2 separate regions of the Pan troglodytes genome follow, and region 1 is linked to region 2. Evidence: chromatin contacts called from public HiChIP or PLAC-seq data. All regions are on one chromosome and are shown on one strand. Each heading gives the region's core, a stretch centred on a gene start, on an enhancer-like site or on the middle of the called end of the contact. The rest is flanking DNA. Distances are from core to core; before and after follow the strand shown. Region 1 holds the start of PPP4R1 (protein phosphatase 4 regulatory subunit 1). Region 2 holds the start of VAPA (VAMP associated protein A).

Evidence for each region. HiChIP or PLAC-seq counts read pairs in DNA pulled down with a chosen protein or histone mark.
Region 1: a contact with region 2 is called in an H3K4me3 HiChIP or PLAC-seq map of stem cell-derived excitatory neurons, with 4 times the contacts expected there. The contact joins the promoter of PPP4R1 here to the promoter of VAPA in region 2. A contact is called at or near these places in 1 of 7 Hi-C or Micro-C datasets (stem cell-derived neural progenitor cells) and 1 of 1 datasets of contacts at active chromatin or transcription factors (stem cell-derived excitatory neurons).

Annotation. Positions count from the first base shown.
Region 1 is chr17:21,280,603-21,285,974 of NHGRI_mPanTro3-v2.0_pri, forward strand. It overlaps PPP4R1 (protein phosphatase 4 regulatory subunit 1), which reads left to right and starts at 3,901. Exons shown (of 20, transcript XM_009433642.4): 1 at 3,901-4,101; 2 at 4,841-4,885. The coding sequence starts at 3,939. LOC104003075 (a long non-coding RNA gene) reads right to left here and starts at 3,870. Exons shown (of 3, transcript XR_002940493.3): 1 at 3,785-3,870; 2 at 1,825-1,962. It also overlaps the pseudogene LOC112206347.
Region 2 is chr17:20,982,059-20,987,210 of NHGRI_mPanTro3-v2.0_pri, forward strand. It overlaps VAPA (VAMP associated protein A), which reads right to left and starts at 1,994. Exons shown (of 7, transcript NM_001280235.1): 1 at 1,680-1,994. The coding sequence starts at 1,737. LOC129137842 (a long non-coding RNA gene) reads left to right here and starts at 2,131. Exons shown (of 2, transcript XR_010152020.1): 1 at 2,131-2,255; 2 at 2,682-3,082. It overlaps TXNDC2 (thioredoxin domain containing 2), which reads right to left. Exons shown (of 2, transcript XR_010152021.1): 2 at 3,921-5,152.

The DNA.
Region 1 (5,372 bases), core at 2,651-5,150, 300 kb after region 2:
TCTTCTCTTTTCTTTTCTTTTCCTTTCTTTCCCTCCCTCCTTCCCTCCCTCCCTCCCCTTCTTTCTTTCTCTCTTCTTTCTTAAGCACAGTGTGAGAAAATGTCTCTTTAGCTGATGTGAGTAAAGAGATCAAATATCTTTGAAAAACTATGAAAGCTCTAGGAAAGGCTAAGGCTTCACATTCAGAATGTCACCTTGACAGGGAGCTTTAAAGGGAGATAGAAGAAGCATAGAGAGGAGGACAAGTAAAATTTCACAAATATACAACTTTTTTTTTTTTGAGACAGTCTCGCTCTGTCACCCAGGCTGGAGTGCAGTGGCGCGATCTCGGCTCACTGCAAGCTCTGCCTCCTGGGTTCACGCCATTCTCCTGGCTCAGCCTCCCGAGTAGCTGGGACTACAGGTGCCTGCCACCATGCCTGGCTAATTTTTTTGTATTTTTAGTGAGACTGGGTTTCACTGTTAGCCAGGATAGTCTCGATCCCCTGACCTTGTGATCTGCCCGCCTCAGCCTCCCAAAGTGGTGGGATTACAGGCGTGAGCCACTGCGTCTGTCCTTACCTTTATACAATGTATAGAAATGTATAGGAGGCTTTAGGTAAGAGACTGGCAATTAGTTTTTTTAAATTGTTCCTTTTTTTTTTTTTTTTTTGAGACAGAGTCTCACTCTGTGTCCCAGACTGGAGTGCAGTGGCATGATCTCGGCTCACTGCAACCTCTGCCTCCCAGGTTCAAGTGATTCTCCTGCCTCAGCCTCCCTAGTAGCTGGGATTACAGGCATGTGCCACCATGCCCAGCTAATTTTTTGTATTTTTAGTAGAGACAGGGTTTCGTCATGTTAGCCAGGCTGGTCTCGAACTCCCAACCCCAGGTGATCTGCCCACCTCAGCCACCCAAAGTGCTGGGATTACAGGCGTGAGCCACCACACATGGCCTAAAAATTGTTCTTCTTATTTGAAAATGAGTCTATGAGGGACATTTTGTCAATCTGGCTTCAAAAAAGATGAATGAAATGAATGGTAAAAATTTGTTTAACGTGCTCACTTCAGCAGCACATACACTAAAATTAGACTGATACAGAGAAGATTAGCATGGCCCCTGCGCAAAGATGACACGCAAATTTCATTTTAAAAAAGCAAATAAATATTTGTTTAAAAATCATTTTTAATCATGTAAGTATTTCTCCATTTTTCAGACTGTTTCTCTTTTCATCATTTAAAACAATAAATAATAGGGCTGTCTTTATATACTTTCAGTTTCAGGAATGATAATTCTGAAGAAAAAAGTGAATGGTTCAATCACCGATACAAAAATTAACAAACATGATAGTGGCAAGCAACATCAGGTGGGTTTTGTTTATTAGCAATGTTTTCGCCATGTTTTTTTTTATGTTTGTTTGTGGTTGAAAAGCCAGACACATTAATTTCCAAGGCTCATTGGCTGCTAAGAAAAATTGTCACTGTGGCCACGCACAGTGGCTCATGCCTATAACCCCAGCACTTTGGGAGGCCAAGGCGGGCAGATCACCTGAGCCCAGGAGTTTGAGATCAGCCTGGGCAACATGGCAAAACCCCGTCTCTACGAAAAAATACCAAAATTAGCTGGGTGTGGTGGCACCCACCTGTAGTCCCAACTACTTAGGGGGCTAAGGTGGGAGGACTGCCAGAGCCTAGGAGGTGGAGGTTGCAGTGAGCTGAGACTGCACCACTGCACTCCAGCCTGGGTGACAGAGCAAGAGCCTGTCTCAAAAACAAACAAACAAAAACCCTTTCATTATCATTTGGAAGAGGACTTATTCTTAAAAATGCAGGCCTTAGTACTTACATAGTTGGATGATGCTTTTAGAAAAATGACTTGGAACACTCCCCCTATATTTTACACATTTCAGTGGCAGAGCAGGATAACAATTCAGACTTCCTGTGTGTCTGACCACGGACAACACACAGCTCTGCCATCCATGAGCTGCATTGTAAGTGAAGCTGGGTTAAAGGTATGTAGAATAATGATTGCTATTATTTGTTTAAATATTATTTCTTAGAAGAAGGGGACAGAGTGCAGTTTGTAAACACTGGTTTAAAAACTCCTTTCTTTCAGAAAGGAGAGTGAGAGAAAGTGAAATGTAAAAAACACATACTTGTGCTGAACCATGAATGATACCGTCACTGAAATATCTAAAAACCATATTGCTTAAAGGCACTTCTTGCAATGTGTAATTCAGCTAAGATGATAATCAAATGCATAGCTCTTGAATACAGAAAAATGATACAGATCCTCCTCCTTTGCTGCCCTTCCCACAGAATACTGAGATAAAACTTACTGAGGCCTAGCTACCAAAGGCAGAATTAGTTGTTCCATATCCTAGGCTAGCATTTGGTACATAGTCCCTATTTTATCATGATTACTGAGAACTGTTAAGTCTAACTCAACTGTGTAGATCAAGACAGTTTTGTCTTAGTGCATCCAGCGGCTGAAGCACAGTTGGCACGCTGTAGATTTTGTGTTGTTGCGGTGAGACCACCAGTTAGAATAAAGAGCTGATTTGGGCCGGGTTTGGTGGCTCACACCTGTAATCCTGGCGCTTTGGGAGACCAAGGCCAGAGGATTGCTTGAGGGCAGGAGTTCAAGACCCACCTGGGCAACACAGTAGAACCACGTCCCTAAAAAATTTTAAAAATAAATTGGCCAGGTGGAGTGGCCTGTGCCTTTAGTTCCAGTTACTTGGGAGGCTGAGATGGGAGGATCTCTTGAGGCCAGGAGTTCGAGGTTACAGTGAGTCATGATTGTGCCACTGCACTCCAGCCTGGGCTACGTAAGGCAAGACTCTGGCTCTAAAAAAAATTTGCTTTTTAATGAAAAAAAAAAAAAAAGAGCTGATTTGGCTCTTTCTTCCCCCATTTACCCAGAATTGCTAAAGTGGTAGATACTGACAAGGTATCTTAGCAGGGCAGAAGTCTCATGGTTTGAGTCAGTTGGGACCAATTGCTGTTGATGTGAATTTCTAACTCCTTTGTCATTCTGAGTGTGTCAGCTGAATTCACATAAGGGCATTCACCAAGGGAGGAAGAGAAAGGCCTTTAGTTTTAATTATTTTATAGTTGAGAAAATTAGACACATACTCGGGGTTACGGGGTCTATTCTGATTTTTATTACTCCTAGAAATTTCATACAGATTATAATCTGTCTATCTTGTTAGTAATATCTGACTGATTTTTTTGGAATAGCTATGTGTAGAACCCATTTTATTACACAGATTTAGGAATCTCAGAGGATCTGATTCCTTAGTCTCTTAAATCTTCAGTGGCATTAAATGCCAACACATTGTCCTTGGTCAAGACTACAACGTAGAAAGGAACAAGCTAATTAACTACTTAGAATTCCCTCTCCTAAGAGACCACATCGCCAAAGTGGCACCATGACACAGCTTGGTGTTTTGTTGGTCACTTTAGGAGACCACCATTTTGGAGGCCTTGGGTGGAGCTGGAGATAGAGCCATGGAGGTAGAACCGTGTCGGAAAACCTGGGTTTAGCCCCATTTTGTACTTGGGCGTTTGAGCTAATCGCTTAAGTCACGTAAAACAACAAGACAAATAAAGTCTGGGATACAGACTTTAACACCTCAAGTGCTGCCAAAAGTATTTAGAAGACAAAGCGAATCATAGGCACCCTTCACCGAGCACCTCCTAGACATCAAGAACCATGCTAGGTTCCCTACATTCTTCATTTAATGCCAATAACCCCACGAAGCAGTTATCACCTTCATTCTACAAATGGGCCCCACTCCTACCAATTAACTGGCTGAATCAGGATCTGACCCCGGGCCTGCCAACGCTCCCGCTGGTGGATTGCCCGCCTTGTCAGCTCGAGTTGGCAGGACGTGGGAGTAAAAACCCGGCGCCCCAGCCTTCACCGTGCTGCACGAGGAAGCTGGCTAGGCAGGCATGACTTTGTCAGTCAACCATCCCGCAGCCGGGCCCTGGGCTTTGTTAGCAGCCACTTGGCGAGGGCCCCGGGCGGGTGGGAAGGCGGCGCTTCCTCCAAGAGGAGGTGGGACCCCGGCCCCGACGACCTCGGAGCCGCCCCCGGCCCCGGATCGCCGACGACGTACGTGCAGGCCTGGGGATGGGGCGCTGGCTGCGAGCGGCGCGCCCGCTGAGATGGCTGCGGCTGGCAGGGCGGTGGGCGAGGCCGGTGACCCAATAAAGCGGCCGGGCCGCGGGAGGCCCCGCCCGGCCGGGTTCCGGCACTCGCCGCAGGGTCCCGGCCGGCGGCAGGTTGCGCGCCCCCGTCCGCAGCGCTCGGCGTGAGGGCGGCTCGGGAGGAGGGTGTGAGCGCGCGTCGCCGGGCCGGGGCCCGGCAAGGAGCGGGAAAGGCGGGAGGCGGGAGCGCCGGTCGCCCGGGAGCCGCGCGGAGGGGCAGGCGGGGCGGGGCGCGGCCGGGGGCCCGGGCGGCCGGGAGCCGCGCCGCCCGCGGCAGGCCCGGGCCCTCGGCCCGCCCCGCGCGCGCGCCCCCGCCAGCCCGGCCCTCCTCCTCCCCGCCGCCCCTCCCGCGCGCGTCCACCGGCTCCCCGGCTCGCGCCGCTCCATGTAGCCCCGGATCCCCGGGCGGCCGCGGAGGAGGGGGCGACCACAAGATGGCGGGTACGTGGCCCCCTGTTCTCCGGGCGGCGGCGGCTCCTCGAGCCCACCCGCCCTCCGCCGCAGCCCTGAGTGGCTGCCGGGCCGGGGCCGGCGTGGGGTCCCGGCGCGGGAAGGCGCCCCCGGGGCGGGGGGGGCGGGCGGGGGGGGCGTCGCGCCGGGCCCCGGGGCGCTGACCGGGCCTTTCTTCTCTCCCCTCGGCGCAGACCTCTCGCTGCTTCAGGAGGACCTGCAGGAGGACGCAGACGGATGTGAGTGGCCCGGCCTCGCGGTGGCCTGGCACTCCGCGGGGAGCGGCCGGGGAGGGCGGGCGGCGGCGAGGCCTGGGCCGGGCCCTGGCTGGCTGAGGGGACGGTGGGCGAGGGCGGCCCCAGGCGGGCTGGGGTGGCGATCTGGAGGGAAAATCTCGCGTCCGTGAGGAAACGGCGCGCCCAGGTTCCGCTGGGGGAGGGAGACGCCCGGAGTAACGCCCAAGTTCGCTTTCCGCCCTTCGCTCTCTTCTCCCGGCGCCCCCGAATCGCCTGCGGGCTCAGCAGTGGCGCGGCTGTTTTGGAAGAAGCGGTGGGGCAGGATTTGAAGTGGGGTTTGCGTGTGTTTCTGCCCCTGGTGTCCCCTTCCCCCGTCACTCTAGGAAGGAAGAGGCTCGCGCGGGAGGTGTGTTTCCTTAGAGTCGCCCTTCCAGGAGCGCCCGGGGGGCAGCCTGGGCCCCGGCTAGCCGTCTGGGCTCCCCGACCCGGT
Region 2 (5,152 bases), core at 744-3,243:
TCAAAAGATAAAAACGAAATATTAAAAAAAACACACCATATAGATTTACATTAAATTATCTCAAGATAATGGCTGAGTCAGGACTCTTCATAATTCCTCAAAGGTTTTCCCCCAGCTACAACTACGTAAAAATCACACAACTTACATAAACTTGCAATAAAATACATTCACTGAACCTTAAAACCAAATCCTTACCCAACAAGTAGCTCACTTACACTTCTATTCAAAGAAATTTGTAAACGCACTAAAAAGCTTGCAATGTAGTTATGCAATATTAATCTCATAATTCCAGAATATATTTTAAATTCCTAAAACTGAAGTTTTTCCTATGGAAAACAATGTAGTTGGTTTTCTCTTGGACTCAGCCTTACACAACAATAAAGGATTTAATTTTTTCTTTTAGCACTAGAATTGCTATACACCTCACAAAAATTGTTCTCATTCAACAACTGAAATACAAGACATAGACTTCCAAAACGGGACTCACTTTACACTTAACTAAAGATAGGAAGGAACCTACTTTCTATTAGATGTCCACACTCTTTCAGTATTCCTTAAGAACAAAGAAAAAAAATAAAAATCTGTACATTTTAACTCTCTTTCCTAAAGTACACTACACATTGACAAGGAAACGGACCAAAAGCCCCTGGGATTCTTCCAGGATCACCAAGTCAGACTAAAAACTTATCACCGGCAGTACTACAAAAACCTACAAAGTTCCAGAGCTGGGTGACACCTTATCAGCCTTCTCAGGATCTGTCGGAAACCGCAAACGTAAAAGCAAAAAAGTCACACGCACTGAAGGTTTCTCAGCAGAGGAGCTCAACTAAAGGGCTAAATAAAAGCACGCGGGTGGCACACTGAAATGTCGTAGAAGGCAGGAAGCCCCGCTACTATGAACCTACAACTCTCCGTTTGCAGCTGACGCATCGCTCCTGCCCGCACGCACCTGGGTCCGTGCCAACAGCACCGGGCAGCCCTCGCCAGGCACCTCCAAGGACTCTCCACCTCCCCGGCGCGTCCTACACCTGACGGCCGAGTTCTAAACCTGGCGGAAAGGTGACAAGCGACGCCCTCCGCGGAACCCGAGGGCCGGCTGCACCGAGCTCTCCCCGGGCCGGGGCAGGGGCCGGGGGGGCGGCTCTCACTCCCAAGGGGTCCCGCGCCGCGCCCTAGCCTCCCCGCGCCGCTGACAGCCGGGAGCGGGCGACAGACGCAGCTTGCGCCACCTCCAGAGCCCACTCCCCGCCGCAGCCCAGAGCGCACGCCCTCGGGTGCCCAGCCGCCCACGCCCCGCCGAAGCACGCCGTCGGCCTCTGGGGCCAAGGACGCGGGCCCAGGCGGACCGCGGCGCGGGCGGGACCGGACGCCCAGGAGGCGCCCCCGCGGGACCGCAAGATGGCGGCGGCGGCGGCGCCAGGGCCGGGCTCCCCTCCGCCTCGCCCCGGCCGGCGCGCGCACCGCAGCGCGGGCGGGCGGGAGGGGATGAAGCGGGCCGGAGCAAGGGGCAGGCCGGCCGAGGTGGCGGCAAGAAAGCAGCCGGGAAAGGGAAGGCGCCGGGGCGTGGGGGAGGGGGCGCTCCCTTGGGCCAGGGACGCCGACGTGCCCTCCGCGCCCCCCGCCGCCAGCCAGCCGTCCGCGCGCCCCACCCCACCCGGGGGTGTCCCCGTTCTGCCTACCTTTGAATTTGAGGTCTGTGGGCGGATCGAGGACCAGGATCTGCTCGTGCTTCGCCATGGCCCCTGAGGCGGACGCCATCGGAGAGACAGCGCAGAGCGGGGGCGCGCCCGCGGCGGCGGTTTGCTGACTGGGGGCGGGGGACGACGGCGGCGACGGCTCGGCCGAGCTCTAGGACGAGGCCAGGCTCGCGGCTCCCGAGCCCTAACGCCTGCCGCTGTGTCACCGGTTCGGTGGGCCACCCGCTGGGTCAGCAGCTCCGGGCCCCACAACTGACTCAACCCCACACCAGCCGCCACGGCCACGCGCACTGCGATCCTCGGCGACCCACGTGACGGCCTCTGCGTGCCTACGTGCGCGCCCCCGGCCGGGAGCTCCTAGCGCTTGTCCCGCCCTCCAGGCCTGCCTAGCGCGGCGCGGGGCTGCTGCGCCTGCGCGCTCGCGGCTTGCCGCGGCCCGGAGCGCAGCCCAGCTGTCAAGGGAACGGGTGTGGAAGGAGGCGGGGCAAAGGTCCACGGGACCGACGCGATGCGCAGCGCAGGGCTGGAAGCGCAGTCCTCTGTCACCTTGAGCTCCGAGTACGGAACTAGAGAAACTGCTCTGGCAGCGCATCACACTCTTCCAAGTGGGAATGCCCAGTGGAAGGGACAAGTAGTAGTAGGGAAGCGCCCACTCACTACAACTCCCGGCATGCCCCCTGCGGGGCGGGGCCTTCGCCGAGGGCCTGGCCCTTTGCGGCCCTGCGCGGTGCTTGCTGGGAACTGTAGTAACGGCTGTTTGTGGGTGGAAAGGAGAGCTAGGTCTGTTGGAGGCGAATGGGGTGGGGTTCGCGGACGCTAATTTTGGCTCTCAGAGCGCGTCTAGTTTGCGCTAAAAAAGAAAAAACTTGAAGACTGAAACGAGGCCCCAATGTTAGAAATATATTAATAAAATCTGCCCTGTGGAGAACAGGCGTGGGGGGATGTGTCCGTTTGCTCTAATTCTATCCAATCCTCTGTTGGCAGGGCTGCATTCCCCGTGGTATCCAATTCAGCCTCTCCTGCTTCCTGAGTTCTCTGCAGTGATGCAAAATCAGATAAGGAAACGCACCTCGTCTAGGAAGCAAGGGGAAATATGACAAAGCACACAGAAACTAGAAATAAAAGTCAAAAATCTACACCATCGAACCCAAATAATCTTCTTCAGTTTTAATGATGGACCCAAACCAAAACAGTTCTCACGTTCACATGTTAGAAACTAACTCCATCTGCATCACTTACGATAGGCTGTAGTAAACTGAACCAAATAAGAAAAATCCCAGCAGCAAACTTGCTGACAAAACTTTAGCCGATTGCCAGGGTAGTCCGGTACAGGAACGTCAAATGAAACCAATGTGCTGTAAATAAACCTTTATTGTATTTTGTGATACGGTTTGAATTTAAATCCCTAGGTAGCGCCACGAAACAAAAGACATATTGATGCTACTGCCATGGAGCAGCACAGTTTGTCTAGAAAATAAACGAGACGAAACAGTAGTCTAGAAGTAGGCACCAAATCCAAGTTTTCATGTGCGATCCAGGTATCAGGGTCCATCCAGGAACAGCCTGCTGGAATTGCTAGCCTGGCATTCACAGAAGATTGTGCCACCCAGGAGGAATGTGTTTTCAGCCCTGAAATTCCTGGGAGTGAGAGGTGAAGCCAGCTGGATTTCTGGGTTGGGTGGGGACTTGGAGAACTTTTCTTACAAGAGGATTGTAAAATGCACCAATCAGCACTCTGTAGCTAGCTAGAGTTTTGTAAAATGCACCAATCAGTGCTCTGTAAAAATGCACCTATCAGCACTCTGTAGGTAGCTAGAGGTTTGTAAAATGGACCAATCAGCACTCTGTAAAATGGACCAATCAGCAGGGCATGGGCAGGGACAAATAAGCCAATAAAAACTGGCCACCCCAGCCTGCAGGGGCAGCCTGCTTGGGTCCTTTTCCACATTGTGGAAGCTTTGTTCTTTTGCTCTTCACAATAAATCTTGCTGCTGCTCAGTCTTTGGGTTTGGGTTTGTGCCATCATTTCTTTCTTTCTTTTTTTTTTTTTTTTTTTTTGAGAGGGAGTCTCGCTCTGTCCCCCCAGGCTAGAGTGCAGTGGCATGATCTCAGCTCACTGCAAGCTCCGCCTCCCAGGTTCACGCCATTCTCCTGCCTCAGCCACCTGAGTAGCTGGGACTACAGGCGCCTGTCACCATGCCCAGCTAATTTTTTTATATTTTTAGTAGAGGTGGGGTTTCACCGTGTTAACCAGGATGGTCTCGATCTCCTGACCTCATGATTCACCCGCCTTGGCCTCCCAAAGTGCTGGGATTACAGGACTGACCTAGTGATCCACCCGCCTTGGCCTCCCAAAGTGTTGGGATTACAGGCATGAGCCACCACGCCTGGCCTGGGTTTGTGCCATCTTTAAGAGCTGTAACATTCACCGTGAAGGTCCGGGGCTTCATTTTTGAAGTCAGCAAGACCAGGAACCCACTGGAAGGAATCAACTCCGGATGCAGGAGGATAGAGTGCTTAAGTAGTTTGAAGCATATTCTAAATTTACCTTTACTGTGATTTCTTCCTATTCACAAAATTTATTTTGAGAAGTCAATTATCATTAAGGTAGAATACAAAAAAAATTGTTTATTAAAATGGGGGTTCAAGTTTTGTTTTTGTTTAAGAAAAAAAAAAAGCTAAAAGTGACAATCAGTCCGAAGGATAGTGTCCCACATAGGTTTAGTTGTGAATTGACAACCCTAAAGGCCCTCACAAACTCCAGTTTTTTGCCGGCCTAAGAACTCTCTTCCATGGGCCAGCTAGCCTAGGCTGATCCAGTCCCTCCATAGCGGGAAGCACACTTCTCTTACCGGAAACCATTTGGGAAGCCCCCATGTGCAAATAGTCAACTAGCAGAATAGCATGCAGAGGAAATTCCCAGTAACTCCCCTATGGGAGGATGAATGATCGCCCATTCACTATAGATTTAATGGGAAGCCTGAATTGGATGTATTCTAGTTTCCCAGTCTATATTATTAAGAAATCTCTGCCCATTTGAGTCATCTGTCATTGGAATCAACTGTTTTTTCGCTTCTCAATATTGCTTCAAAAATCATGTAGGTATAGTCTTAAAACATATAAGAATTTAAAATTCTAATATTCTAAGAATATGTGAAACATCTTGGGATTAATCCCCTATTCATATTTTAGAGCATTAGATTAATAATCACTGAGTCATTTTGAATCATCTACTTCACATCAAATTGTGCACTATTTAAGTGGTTTGTGCTTTGGTGTTTATTAGTACTTTTCTTCCAGCACTACAAACTTTACAAACATCATCACACCCTACTCAGAACAACTTCATGACAGTTGGCAAGTGCCGCTTTTGTTGTTAAATGTGGAAATGAAAACACAGATGACAGCATCTCATCTTAGTAATAGAGCTCAGCTATGGGCAGGGGACATTGCCC